Linked DNA regions of Mus musculus: region 2 is linked to region 1. The links are chromatin contacts, called in public promoter capture Hi-C maps. All regions are on one chromosome and are shown on one strand. Each heading gives the region's core, a stretch centred on a gene start, on an enhancer-like site or on the middle of the called end of the contact. The rest is flanking DNA. Distances are from core to core; before and after follow the strand shown. Region 1 holds the start of Cebpg (CCAAT/enhancer binding protein (C/EBP), gamma). Region 2 holds the start of Dpy19l3 (dpy-19-like 3 (C. elegans)).

Region 1 (6,596 bases), core at 1,969-4,468:
TACTCCAAAGTTCAGTCTACAGGAGCCAGGGTGGTGCCTCTTTCCGTCTGCTTGTCAAATACCCAAGAAGCAAGAGGGAAGCTGAGGGGCAGCGGTCCTCAAAGTGGTCCCTGGACCAACACCAGCAATTTTCTACAAGTCCCAACTCTCGGCTGCCAGTCTGGGGAACAAGTTTTGGAGGTGAGCTTTCAGTCTTGTTTTAGGGGAGTCCCCAAAATGATTTCGAGGACACAATGGAGAACCATGGCTGCATATAAACAATGGATTTTACTAATGTGAGAGTAAATGAAATGAGTGACAAGACTTTTTCAAATGCAAATTTCTTAACTAAAGTAATAATGTTCATTCAAAAGAATAAAACAATGAAACTCTGGAATATTAGAATAGTAAAATAAAATAGAATGTTTCTAAATGCTTGCTTAGAACAATAAACTGGTATAGAACTTCCCTAGCTTGTCGCTTTTTTCATAAAACTAGATAAAACCACGTATCTCTCCACTGGCTTCTCAAAATAAAATCTTCACTCAATTTCCTTAATGAAGGTTCAGTCTTCAGATTTATAAACAAAAATCTATAGTCCTTCCTAATGCCACAGAAATTACCTCAGGCTGACATCATCTCCCAGGGGCCCTAGTCTCAGGTGTAGCAGCCTGAGCTCCCTCCAACCACTCACTATCTAGACTATCTAGAACAATAGTTCTTAACCTTCTTGATGCTGCCACACTTTAACACAGGTTCCTCATGCTGTGGTGACCCCCAGCCAGTTATTTTCATTGCTACTTGAGACTTTTGCTATGGTTATGAACCATAATATAAATATCTGTGTTTTCAGATGTCCTTAGATGACCCCTGTAAAGGGTCAGTCATTAGACCGACACCCCCCCCCCCAAGAGGTTGCTACCTGCAGGTCGAGCAGTCTACCATTCAAACCTAACTATGTCACATCATCCTACTAAAACTAAATGTCTGTGACTCCAGACTACAGGATCAAACCCAAGGTCCTAACCCTCTCTACAAGTTCTGCTCCCTTATGCTCAACTCAAGGCCACTACTTAATACATTCTAAATGGTCTCTGTTTTCTCTTTTCTTTGTGCTTTTCTTATCCAATCTGCTCCCTGAGTTTCTTTGGCAACTCCAGATCCCTGGAGACTGTTGGAGGCAGAGTCCACAAGAGAGAGGCGACTCCTTCAAGGAGTTCAGTGTAAGTTGTCCACTGGAGTTGTGAAGAAAACATACACTTACTTGGATGTTATCTTTTAAATACTCATATGCTTGTTTGAATGTTATCCTTTAAACCTATTTATAGTACTAGTTAGCACATTCAAAACAAATTGTTTATAAATATATATTTATTAGGAGTTCCTGTTCAGGTTTTTTCCCCCTCTTTAATGGCAGGGCAGGGCAACGGAATAGGGAAAGGACCAACAAACTTGCTAGTGTAAGAACCTATGTACCCACCCCTCTGAGGAAAACCTAAAATCGCTCCAGGACTCATTACTGTGACTGAGGCAACTTTTGACCAGGTCCTGTGTCTCCCACGATCTCTAGAGGGACTGTTCCCAGGGACTTTCCCAGGGTGTATTTAATTCACTAGGGATGAAAGCACCTCTCCAAGATCACAGTGCTGGGACGACAATCATGACAGGTTGTGAGAATTTAAAGGATATTGGGGAGAGGGGAGGGAGGAGGTCTGTTCCCACCTATTTGTTTCTGATAGGTCATAAAAATAACTGAGTCAGTCAAGCATGTCCATCAGACTCAGGAAACAGGCTCAAGCTTTTTTTCAGCTCAGTAGCATCCTGTCATTATTTACAGTTTTTCAGGAACAGGGAAATGACCACAGGGATAGCTAGCTTATCATTACTACTACTCAAGTGGCCATAGATGAACAGACCTTAGAGCGCTTTGAAGGCTAGAAATGTGGCTCAGAGGTAGAGGGGCTTGCCTACCATACTCTGAATTCTTCTATGTACAATTTCTCAATAGAGAAAGACCTTATGGTGCTTTGTTTCAAATTCCCTCTGTGAGACAGGTCTGCACTCAATGATAATATATTCAAATAAGGATTCAAGTGGGTGGAAACTCAAGAGACACAACACCCAGCTGTTGTGCAACCCACAAAGGTTAAAACCTTTCTAAATTTGATACATCTTATGATGCAGTTTACAAAGAAACAAACAAAAAAGCAAGAAGGAGCAGAGCAAAACAAAGCATGCCAACCTTCTTAAGACCAGAAATACACAAGCCCACTTGGAAAGAGAAACAATTCTCACACCCGCATGCCCAACTTCCCCACCTGGATACCTCCGCTGGCTCTTTTCCCGAGCTCCCTCCAGGCGAGCTAAGGAAAGGCTTCATGGCTTGACCTTCTGCGTCTGGTGCGCGATCATCTAGGATGTCCTCCCCCTCCCAGTGAACTGCAGGACACACGACCGCGTCCAAAAAAACAAACGAAATCTCCCTCTTGCAACGTTACGTGTGTAAAAACTCGAGTGCCTTCCCTAGATGACCACTAGGTTATTAACTCCAAATAGGACCCGGGCCATCCCCCCCAGACCGAGCCGTTTGGGAAGCCGACAGGAAGAGAGTCCTAGGTGGCTCCAAAGTAAGATTCGGTCCACCTTCTATTCTAGGAACACCCTCCATCCCTAGGGGCCAATGCGCGCCAGGCTTGTCACGCTGCACGTCGCCGAGGGGCAGGTTCTGGAGGGACCACCTGGTACTCCATCCCTTCCCCGACTGTGGTGAGGGGGCGCCCGGGGGAGCGCGGGGGTCGGCGCCAAGCGCGGCGGCGCTGGGCCGTGGCCAGGGATGAGCTCAGCCCCGCCGGGTGTTGCCCGCAGGTTGCATCAGACGCCGCTCCGGGCCCCCGCCCGCGCCGCCAAGCCGCCAGGAGCCTTCCGGGCCAACCTGCCGAATCGGGCAGGGCCGGGTCTCCTCCGGCCGGGTCGGCGCCTACGCGAGCGGCGGGCTCGGCCGCGGCCTCCTCCCCCAACCCCTCCGAGCTACAACCCGCGGCCTCCTTACCTGCGCCTCCGGCCGGCCCGCCCGCCCCCAGACGGCCTCCACTCCGAGCGGCCCCGCGCGGCGCGGCCCGACCCGACCCGACCCAGGCCTCGCAGCCCGCGAGTCGGCGAGGAGGAGCGACGGTTACGAAACCGGCAACCTCCGCCCGTTCCGCCACCGCGGCCACCGGTTTTCCCCGCCTCTTCGGGTCCGCGCGCTGCCGCCGCCGCCGTGACCAATAGAAGCGCTGCTTGGAGAACGACGCGCTCGCCTCTAGAGATGGGCAGCTCCACCAGCCAATCACAGGCCGTGTGCCGGCGAGAGGCGGGCGCGCGGCGGAACGGGCGTGGTGGGCGTGGCAGCACCGGCGCTGGCTGGAGGCGCGCTCGGTGGTTTCCCCCTTAGGCTGTCGGTGGTGGCAGGCGGTGGCCCTGAGCCTTGGGAGTGACCCATGGCAAGCAAAGTTCTATCAGAGTTACGAGGGCCTCACCTGCCTTAGGGAAAAGACATTTCCTCAGGTGGATTTTTGAGTTAGGGTGGGTTTTTTGTTTGTTTAGGCCTCACGGCCCTGAGGCATCTGCACATTTATTTTGATAAAAGCACGTTAAGGAAAAACTGTCCAGTGCTAGGGTTAGCACTTGTCAGACGCTTGACAACAGCAGACTGTGGCTGCCGAACAAATCACGATTTCCAAAGTGTGCTCACCTCCGGAGAGCAGATGATGGATATGAGGTGCTCTCTTAAAAGTGACAAGTGGTCCAGCCTGGGTCTCCCGGGAACAGTTCACAAGAGAATCAAAAAGCGGGTTTTTTTGTTGTTTTGTTTTGTTTTGTGTTGCTTTTTGTTTTTGTGTTTTGAAAAACAGGAAGCAGCGCTGGGTGGAAGGCAGAGCCTGCCCGAAAGGTTTGATTGCTTCCTCTTTAGCAATGCTTATCATTCAAAACTCTCTGGCTTTCAGAAGGGAAATGTTTCTTCATCGCCAAGGCCAGGAGAGCAGCTCTCCACATAAGACTTCGAGGAATCCCTGAGAGATGAAAATACCTGAAAAAAAAAAAGTCAACCACAGAGAATGACCCCTGATAACCCCATGCACACTTGGGGAGCTAATGTCTCAAAACCAGTCAGTATGTTTCTTTAGGTTTGGATCGCTGTGTTAAGAGCCATTTTTTTCCCAAGACTTAGCACTATGAAAGGTGAACCGTGCTTTGTTTCTCACAAAGACCACGATTTTACCCCTAATGTTTTCTAGTCATATAAAAACTATCGAAAATAAAAACATCCTTGCATGTCATATGTATATTGAGTTAGCCTCTTTTTTGCCAGCCGCTCTGCCAGCTGCATTCTGTGTTGTGTCTAGGCAAGCCTTCCACAGCCAGCAGTCAATGCCCAGGAGTCTTGAGATTTCCTCTTTAGCTGATATCCTGTAATTCTTTTCCTGATTACAAGAACGGTATGTGCTAAAGTGTGGACTAAGAGTCAGCAATGGAAGAAGACAAACACACTGTCCCTGCCCACAGGGAGCTTACTCTGAGAACTACAGAGACATGATTCAAGCCCCATTTTCATAGACACTTAAGGAAAGAAGTCCAAGATGCTAGGAGATATTGTAAGAAGGGGACCAGACCTGATCTAATGTGTCAGAGAAGGCTTAAAAGATGAGGCGGGTTTGGCTTTGCTTAGAGGCCCTGTGATGGCCGGAACATAAGGCTGAGGCAAGGTAAAGTAGGGCTGACCAAGAGAGACCAACAGTGATTTTGATGGAGGGTAGGGCATTGAACCCAGGGTGTGCACACATACAGGGTAACACTCCTCTACCACTAAGCCAAAACTCAGCCCAGGAGAACCTTTTCTCACTGTCAGCAATAGGAAACACTCAACATAAGGACATAAGAACCCTGGGAACACTCTGCCTCCAGGTTGAAGAAATCTAGTTTGTTTGTTTTTTGTTAAGTCACAAAGACTTATGCCATCTCAGTAAAGGGAAATGTCCTGTGTATATCTGTGCCCTGCTAATGTCCAAATATATTCTAGAAACCCAAAGAAGTTGTAAACCAGCAGTATATTAAAATCTCCTTCAAAGGACTTGAGAAGTAGGAGATCCTGTTAGCTGAATAATCTAGCCACTTAACTACTGTGACTAACCACATGTATTGCCAAAGTGCTATGGTCCAGGGTCAGAATGTTCCCAGCTTCCAATCCTTACAGCAGTGGTTCTCAACCTTGCTGTGACCCTTTAACAGTTCCTCCTGGTGTGGCAACCCCTGACAATAAAACTACTTTGTTACTACTTCATACCTGTAATTTTGCTACTGTTATAAATCATAGTGTTAATATCTGTGTTTTCCAGTGGTCTTAGGTCACTCGGGTGAAAGGGTCCTTCAACCCCCCAAAAGGGGTGGGGAACCCCAGATTGAGAACCACTGTCCTCCACAGACGTGTGACCTTATGCAAATCCCTTAACCTCTGTGTCATCTGGAGTGGGGAGGACCACAGTGTGACTGAGGACTGAAAGAATACGTTGGGCCCCTGCCTTATTCATGGTGAGAGCTATTCATATGAAGTATTGGATAGCATTAGCATGATGCAGATCTGTGAATGGACATTCGTATTAGTAGAAGCAGAGAGGACTGTAACAGTTCAAAGTTAAGCCAGACACGTTTACATTGCTCTAATGACTCAATCACTCAAAGACATATAATATTGGAGATGTTGATACTAATGTGCCCCATCAGATTTTTTTTTTTTTTTTTTTTTTTGGTTTTTTTCTCTGTATAGCCCTGGCTGTCCTGGAGCTCACTTTGTAGACCAGGTTGGCCTCGAACTCAGAATTCCACCTGCCTCTGCCTCCCGAGTGCTGGGATTAAAAGCGTGCGCCACCACGCCCGGCTTCCCATCAGATTTTTTTATCAGTAAGTTTAATTATCATATCTTCATTAATTTCCATAAAATAAGAATGGGCGAACTTTATAATATTTTTCTTTTAGATATATTTTTCAGTTAGATATATGTTTATGTCTGTGTGTCTTTGTGTATGTCTGAGTGCAATGACTGGAGAGTTCAGAAGAGAGCGTTAGATTCACCTGGAGCTGAAGTTACAAGTAACTGTGATCCACACAACCTGGATGTCAGGAGCCGAACTCCCAGACCTCTACAAACGCAGTAAGCACTCTTAAGCACTGAGCCCTCTCACCAGCCACTGTTTGCTTGTTTTTACATTGTACTTTTATCTATCAATTTATTTATCGTGTATATGAGTGTTTTGCCTGCATATAGGTGTACCATGTGTGTGCAGTGCCTACAGAGGCCAGAAGAGGGCGTCAGATCTCTTGGAACTGGAATAACAGTTGTGATCTGCTGTGTGGGTGCTAAGAACTGAAAACTGGTCGTCTGACAGAGCAGTGAGTTCTCTCAGGCACTGAAACATCTCTCCAGCCCATTTTTTTGTTTTTTGTAGATATGGCCTCACATTATAGCTCAGGCTGATCTAGAACTATCCAAGCTGGCCTTGAACTCATGAGAATCATCTTTCATTCCTGAGCACTGGCTTTATAAGCATGCACCCCCACACCCTGCTTAAAACCTCTTATCT
Region 2 (6,596 bases), core at 1,330-3,829, 700 kb after region 1:
ACTCCAAATTACCTAATATGCCTTTCATCAGCTTGGCCAAATGGTCCAGCTTTCCAACTGAGAGACCTTTTATCTTATTAAACAGCTTTCTCTGCTACCTACTAGCTCTGGCTGCTAAGAATTCACTGGCCTACAAAGGATTAATTATGTCCCATACAGAAAATGGCTGATGGGTGTGGAGTTCTTTATGCTCACTAAAAGAAATTTGGCCACATTTAATTACCTAGCAACTGCTCAACATTATATAAACAATTCACCAAGTTCTTTTTTCCTTCCCTTCCTACCCACTGCCTAAATAAAGAAAAAGAGGTAACTTCAAGAATTTGCCTGAATACAAAATGTTAAATCTCTTTTTCAAAGGCTTTAGTGAAATGAGACTAAGCCAAGATGAGGGTACCTGGAAGGGGCAGCACACACGCGCAGGGCACACCAGACAAGGTACCCGTCGAAAGAGACAGTTGGCTAGGGCAGGCAGAGCATCTCTCTAAAGGACCTAATGACACTGCCACTGTAATTTAATCAACACATAACTTACCAAGGATTTCTTCTCATCAAAGCCGTTTTACTGATTACAGCTGAAAAGCCAATATAATCAGAGTACAGTCAGAATTTCTGGGTGCTGGAACAAGTGTCCTTCATACATCGCACCAATTTTTTTTTTTACCCTATTAGATCGTGACATATGTTAATACGCAGAAGGAAAAGTAATCCAAAATACTGCTTTAGTTCCAACCACCTACCAGATGGCAATTTCTTTTCCAACTTCACATCTTCTTTTGGTGATGGAAAATCCTCAGAAACTTCTATGGGTTTTGTCTCTTTTCTTTGCCGGATGTACATCATGATGTCAAAGACTCATACGCATTGTTCTTCCAACCACTCCTACAAACAACATCCAGATGAATGCCCCATGGAAATGTCAGCACCCACTTTACCCAACACACCCTTATGTGCTTAAATGGCCTGTCTTAGCCTGCTGTCCCCTGCTCAGCAGACCCTCCCAAACAAATCTTAATCAGCCTTTAAAGATACAACACAAATGTTTAACTAAACCACATTGACGAAGCACCTTTCCTCCAGCAGGCACTGCCAAGAGGGAGTGATACAGGTAGGGATACAGGTGAGCCACGTGAAGATGCCCAGGACTTCTTCCAGGAAGCCATCTTGGATGCTGCACCCTTGTGATGTTTTCCCTCCCTGATTCCGTAACACTAACTGTGGGATTTGTTGCGTGACACAGTTTTACATTATTTTCTACAGTTCCTACAGAAAGTAGTGGGTCTGATTTATTCCCACAGAACTGACCACGTGGGAGGGATTCCTAGTAAACTTGTGACAGCCAGATTTTGAAGAACTGAAACACTGTTTCTGATACCTGAATTTTAGCACCTGTGTTCTTTGAAAAAAAAAAAAAATCCCTGCTAAGCTTTATGCCTGGATGTCAAAGACAGTAAGACAGTGCGGGGCTGTGCCAGTCAGGGTGGCTGCTCTCTCTGGGGAGCAACTGTGGGTGTAGCTGCGGGAGCAGTTACCTAGTTTGGAAGCTATGAGGGGGAGGCGGGGGTGTGGTGGTGGTGAGTAAGCTGGCTTCAGTCCCCCGGGAACATCTTGCCTGGTTCCTCTGACTAATGAATAGCGTTTTACTAATTATCTATTAAAGATGAGGAGTAGCCAGACGCGATTGTTTCGGCAGCTAATCCAACCTGCACTCTAGTTACCAAAGTCTATGTTTATCTAACGGAAAGGCTCTTGCTAAATACAACAGAGGAAGCCAACACCACACAATGCTTTTGTTAAGATTCATTCATTCAAAAATGCTCAGACTGAACACAGACTCAAATGCAGTGTGCTCAAAAAGCACAAGAAACGGGGGGGGGGGGGGGAGAGAAGAAATCTTTTCAAAGTCTTGCAGCCACAGCTGGAATCCTGTCCCCTCTTGAGGAGTTATACCCTCCCTGCTAGCCCTCGGCGGGTTAGGGCTATACAGGGGGCCCACCTTACATCTACCCTGAGCCTGGTAAAGCAGAAAGTTAACAAACATGCCAGGTGCTAATTACATTTCCCGTCTGCATGGCAACAGCCTCCCCAACTAGGAAACAAAAAGTTGCTCCGGCCAGCCGGACTCAAAGCCCTGCCAGACATTAGCAAAGAGACCCTAAGGCAATTCCTGGACTACTGACCAGGACGCGCGCCACTCCCCCGCACCTGGAGCCACTCCCCTGCGCACCTGGCGAGCCCACGCGAGGACCAGGTGCTAGCCGGCCCGGGGAACCTCGCGACACTCGCTCCCGCTCTGAGACGCTCCCTCCCACGCCCCGCCCACGTGTCCCGTAGACACTGCGCGTCCAGTCCCCTCGCGGCCCGACCCCCAGCCACAGACCTGCGGCCTCAGCAGTCCTCAGGGGCGGCTCGGGTTGGCAAAGAAGCACCCCGAGCACCCAGGCCTTAGGGACGCGCCCACTTCACGGGCTACAGCGAGGTGAAGACTAGGAGGACCCAGCTGTTCCCGGCTCTGTGCGGCGCGCTGCAAGGATGGGCCTGGGGGGCGTCTACAGCCCGGGGAAGGGGCGCGCCGGGGAGGCCGGGCCGCTACCGCTGCATTCATTGGTCCCGGCAGCTGTTCGTCAACGCAAGGCCCCGCCCCCGCCTCCCGCGCTGCCCCGCCCCGTCTCGTGCGGCGCACACCGGAAGGAAGAGGTACACTTCCGCTCAGAGGGCTGTTTTGGGGGTGTTAGGCTCCGAGGCAGGTCTTAAGCTTGGCTTGTTCCTGTGTTCGGAGTCCCTGGTGCCCCGAAGAAAGGTTACCCAGTCTCGGGGGACCTTCCCAGCTCTACCTCCTGCCTCCAATGTCCGGCTATATGCACTTTCGACGTTGTTTAGTGATAAAATCCGCAGACACTTTTGGGTCTCCAAAGACATGCCTCTCAGTCCCCACACCCCCAACCCATCCACACCCATCCTCCCGCCGCCGCCGTAGTACTGCTCTGGCCTTTGTTGTTAATTCTCCTCCTTAACATGCACCTTCAGTATTGAGTCCTAGATGTTCCTCTTATCTTTAAACTGCTTGTCAGCATCTTTTCCCTCTCTTTGAGACAGGGTCTCACTTTCTAGCTCTGGCTGGCCTGAAATTGCGTGTGGACCAATTTGGCCTCACGTCTGCCTCTGCCTCCTGAGTGCTGTGACTAAAGGAAGGTGTGCGCCAGACTGAGTTTTGGTAGTGGATGGCCCACTGAGATCAGTACCTACGAAAAGGCAGCCTGTCATCTAATTCCAACAAAAATTGTTCCATACACCCTGCCTTTCTTAGCTACCTGTCCCTGATAGATCTTTTTCTCTTTTGGTTGTCGACTGTTAATACCAAGAACACACTGCTCAGAATGCTTTATTAGATAGCCCCTCACCCCACACCTACTTAAAGTGATTTGTGGAACATGTAACTGGTGTGAGGCGCATGTCCCTGAGGGGAACAGTATTCAGCTGCTGCTTCATGTCTGTAACACGAGGCAAGAACTGTCATAAGAACGTCGGGTCGTAGTGCTTCTCATAGAAAGTGGGTGCGCACTAAGAGTAAAGTCTGAGATTTAAGGTCTTAGATGGCGCTCCTGTAGTCCTGCTGAGGAAGGAGGCTGCCGCAGGAGGATGACAAGTCCAACTCTTGCCTGGGCCATATGCAGAGACATAGAGTACTGGCTTGTCACAAGCATGCAGCAAGACGATGAGTTGTAGTGAAGCACGATAGAAAGGCAAGGGAAATTATGGAGGAAGGAGAAGGAATTTCCCCCATTCCACTGCAGATCTAGATGAACCCTCGCCAGCTGCAGGCAAGGATCCCAGCACAGAATACTTGCTGTAAAGTTTGCTAACAGAAATGATGAGTTCCTCTCATGGATCTTATGTTAAACAGGGTCTGCTTTAAGGCCCGAGTGTACTTGACCTTTGGGCCTCATTCCTTTCCCCCCCAGATTGGAGTTTCAAGGGCGATGCTTACTAACCTTTATTTACACTAAAAATATCCTACCTTAGGGCTGCAGAGATGGCTCAACAGCTAAGGGCTGCTCCTCCAAAAGACCCAGGTTTGGTTCCAGAATCCATGTGGCAGCTCACAACCATCTGTAACTCCAGTTCCAGGGCATCTGATGCTCTCTTCTGGCCTCTGTGGGCATCAGACAGGCATATGGTGCACATATATACATTCGGGTAAAACACCGATACACATACAATAAAAGTCCTATAAAGAGCCTTCCTGCTCTCCTGTGATGTTGTCAGTGGCAGTGCTGACAGGTGTCCCTCGGGAATCACTCTGATGAATGAAGAAAGCAAGAGGAGGGGCTGGAGAGATGGCTCAGAGATTGAGTACTTGGTGCACCACAGTTAGGCTCCGACACCCATGTGAGTCAGTAGCTTCAGTTCCAGATGCTCCAACACCCTCTTCTGGCTCCCTGGGACCCCTCCGCCCCCCCCCCCCCACACACACACACAGACACAGACACACAAATAAAACTGGATCTTAAAGATGTAATTAGAATCATACTTAAAGTCACAGGACCCAGGTTCAGTTCCTAGCACCTACATGGTGGCTCACAACCATCTGTAACTCCCATTTCAGGAGATCTAATGCCATCTTCTGATCCCCAAGGGCGTCAAGCATGCACGGGGTATACAGACTTGCAGGCAAAACATTCATAAAAAAATATAAATAAGGGGGTGGTTGGAGAGATGTCTCAGCCGCGAAGAGCACTGGCTTCCCCTTCAGAGAACCTCCATTGGATTGCCAGTACCCACATTCTCAGTGAATCCTGTCCTCTGGGATCTGATGCCCTCTTCTGGCCTCAGTGGGCAATGCATCCATACAGTGCAGACGCAAAACATAGACATAAAAGACATTGTTAAACGTTTTTAAATAGAAGTAAGTCTTTTAAAAAGTATTAACTTGGGTGATAGCCATGGAGATGAAGAAAACGCAGCAGATCTGGGATATTTAGGTGCTCCGTGCAGCTGGAGTAGTGTGGGTGTCTGTACGGATTATGTAAGAAGAGGGAGGAAGCTCTGCGGGCTCCTAGGTTTCTGACTTGAGCAGTCAGGACCGTGGGACGCATCAAAAGAGAAAAATAAAAGCAGGCTTGAAGTGTTTAACAACTTATAGGGGAGTTGGGTTTTTTGTTTGTTTGTTTTGTTTTGTTAACATAGGCAGAGCTGGTTCTGCTCAGGAAAGCTGACCTAGAACTGCCTGATCAGCCACCGCAGGGCTGGCAGCTGGCTCTAGGCTAGTTGCTGCTCACAGGGCTCTCCCCACAGGCTGTTGGAGTAGCCTCAAGACATAACCTCTGAAACCTGGGGGTTTCCTAGGCGTCTGTGGTAGAGGGAGGGCAATGTAAAGGTGGGCTGATCACTTCATGGTGGAGACAGCAGGGGGCAGCCTTTCTCCCTTCTCACTTTCACAGGATTTGGGCTGGGGCTGGAAGCCCCAGTTCTGTATGACTGAATTGTGAGGCTAGGACACAGGGCAGTCCAGTGTCAGCCTTGGCTTCTGTTGGATTGCTCACTTAGGGGAGGATTTCAGGGTTATGTCTTGAGGCTACCCCAGCGGCCTGTGGAGCAGCCTCCAGTCAGCCACTTGCCAGTGAGCTACCCTGTTAGTAGATCGGGGAGCTCCTGGACAGCTTCGGCTGATAGCAGGATCCATCCTGGGCAGAACCACCTCTGCTTATCACTCTTATACATCGAAACTCTGAGACAGTAGATGGTTATTGTTGTGAGGGGACAGGTTTGGGAAGGGGGCTTTTATTATATATACAGTGATAGGTAATCAATGCAATACTGATCATCAATATGGACATGGCATGATGTATATTTCCTTTTATATATTCCCATTTAACTGGATATTAGGGTATATATTTATAGATATATAAGTAATTTTTATATAATATATAAAATTTAATGTATGATATATAATATAATATAATTATAGTATGTGATAATATATTATATATAGTTTATATATTATAATATACTACATTGTATTTATAATATATACTATGTATGTCATAATACAGACTATAAATAATATATAATATTGAAATATTTATATGAATGTTTTATCCACGTGTATGTCTGTGCACCTACTGATGCCCAGGAGACCAGGACAGGGTAAAGGACCCTCTGAAACTGGAGTTACAGATGGTTGTGAGTCACCATGTGGGTGCTAGGAATCAAACCCATGTCCTCTGCAGGAGCAGCAAGTGCCCTTAACCACTGAGCTCTTCTCCAGCCCCTGTCTTTTTGTTGCTTATTTTTGAGGCAGGTTCTCACTCTGTAGCCTGGGCTGGACTGAAATTGCCTATGTAGACCAGGTTAGCCTCCAAGAGCTAAGCTGCCTGCTTTTGACTTCTCATGCTTAGACTGATGGCATGTACAATAGTATGCCCAGTTTCTGGTTCTATGCAGTTTTAAGCAAATCTGTAGGAACATTCTTAGACATATACAATTCTTTAGGAAATGTGTCTAGAAATAGAGCTGAAAGAACTCATGTTCTCGTTTGTGATAAAAGTTGGCAAACGACATCGCAAAAGGATGAACAATTCCATTACTTTAATTTT

The links. Promoter capture Hi-C pulls out the DNA fragments that hold promoters and counts their contacts.
Region 2: a promoter capture Hi-C map of pre-B cells shows a contact between it and region 1. The contact joins the promoter of Dpy19l3 here to the promoter of Cebpg in region 1. A contact is called at or near these places in 2 of 39 promoter capture datasets (liver and pre-B cells) and 1 of 9 other capture datasets (adipose tissue).

The regions. Positions count from the first base shown.
Region 1 is chr7:35,053,348-35,059,943 of GRCm38.p6, forward strand. Cebpg (CCAAT/enhancer binding protein (C/EBP), gamma) reads right to left here and starts at 3,219. Exons shown (of 2, transcript NM_009884.3): 1 at 3,029-3,219. Gm45095 (serine/arginine repetitive matrix protein 1-like) reads left to right here and starts at 2,136. Exons shown (of 2, transcript XM_030243153.1): 1 at 2,136-2,745; 2 at 2,845-4,298. The coding sequence starts at 2,660. The coding sequence ends at 3,412.
Region 2 is chr7:35,751,875-35,758,470 of GRCm38.p6, forward strand. It overlaps Dpy19l3 (dpy-19-like 3 (C. elegans)), which reads right to left and starts at 2,580. Exons shown (of 19, transcript NM_178704.3): 1 at 2,381-2,580; 2 at 741-882. The coding sequence starts at 843.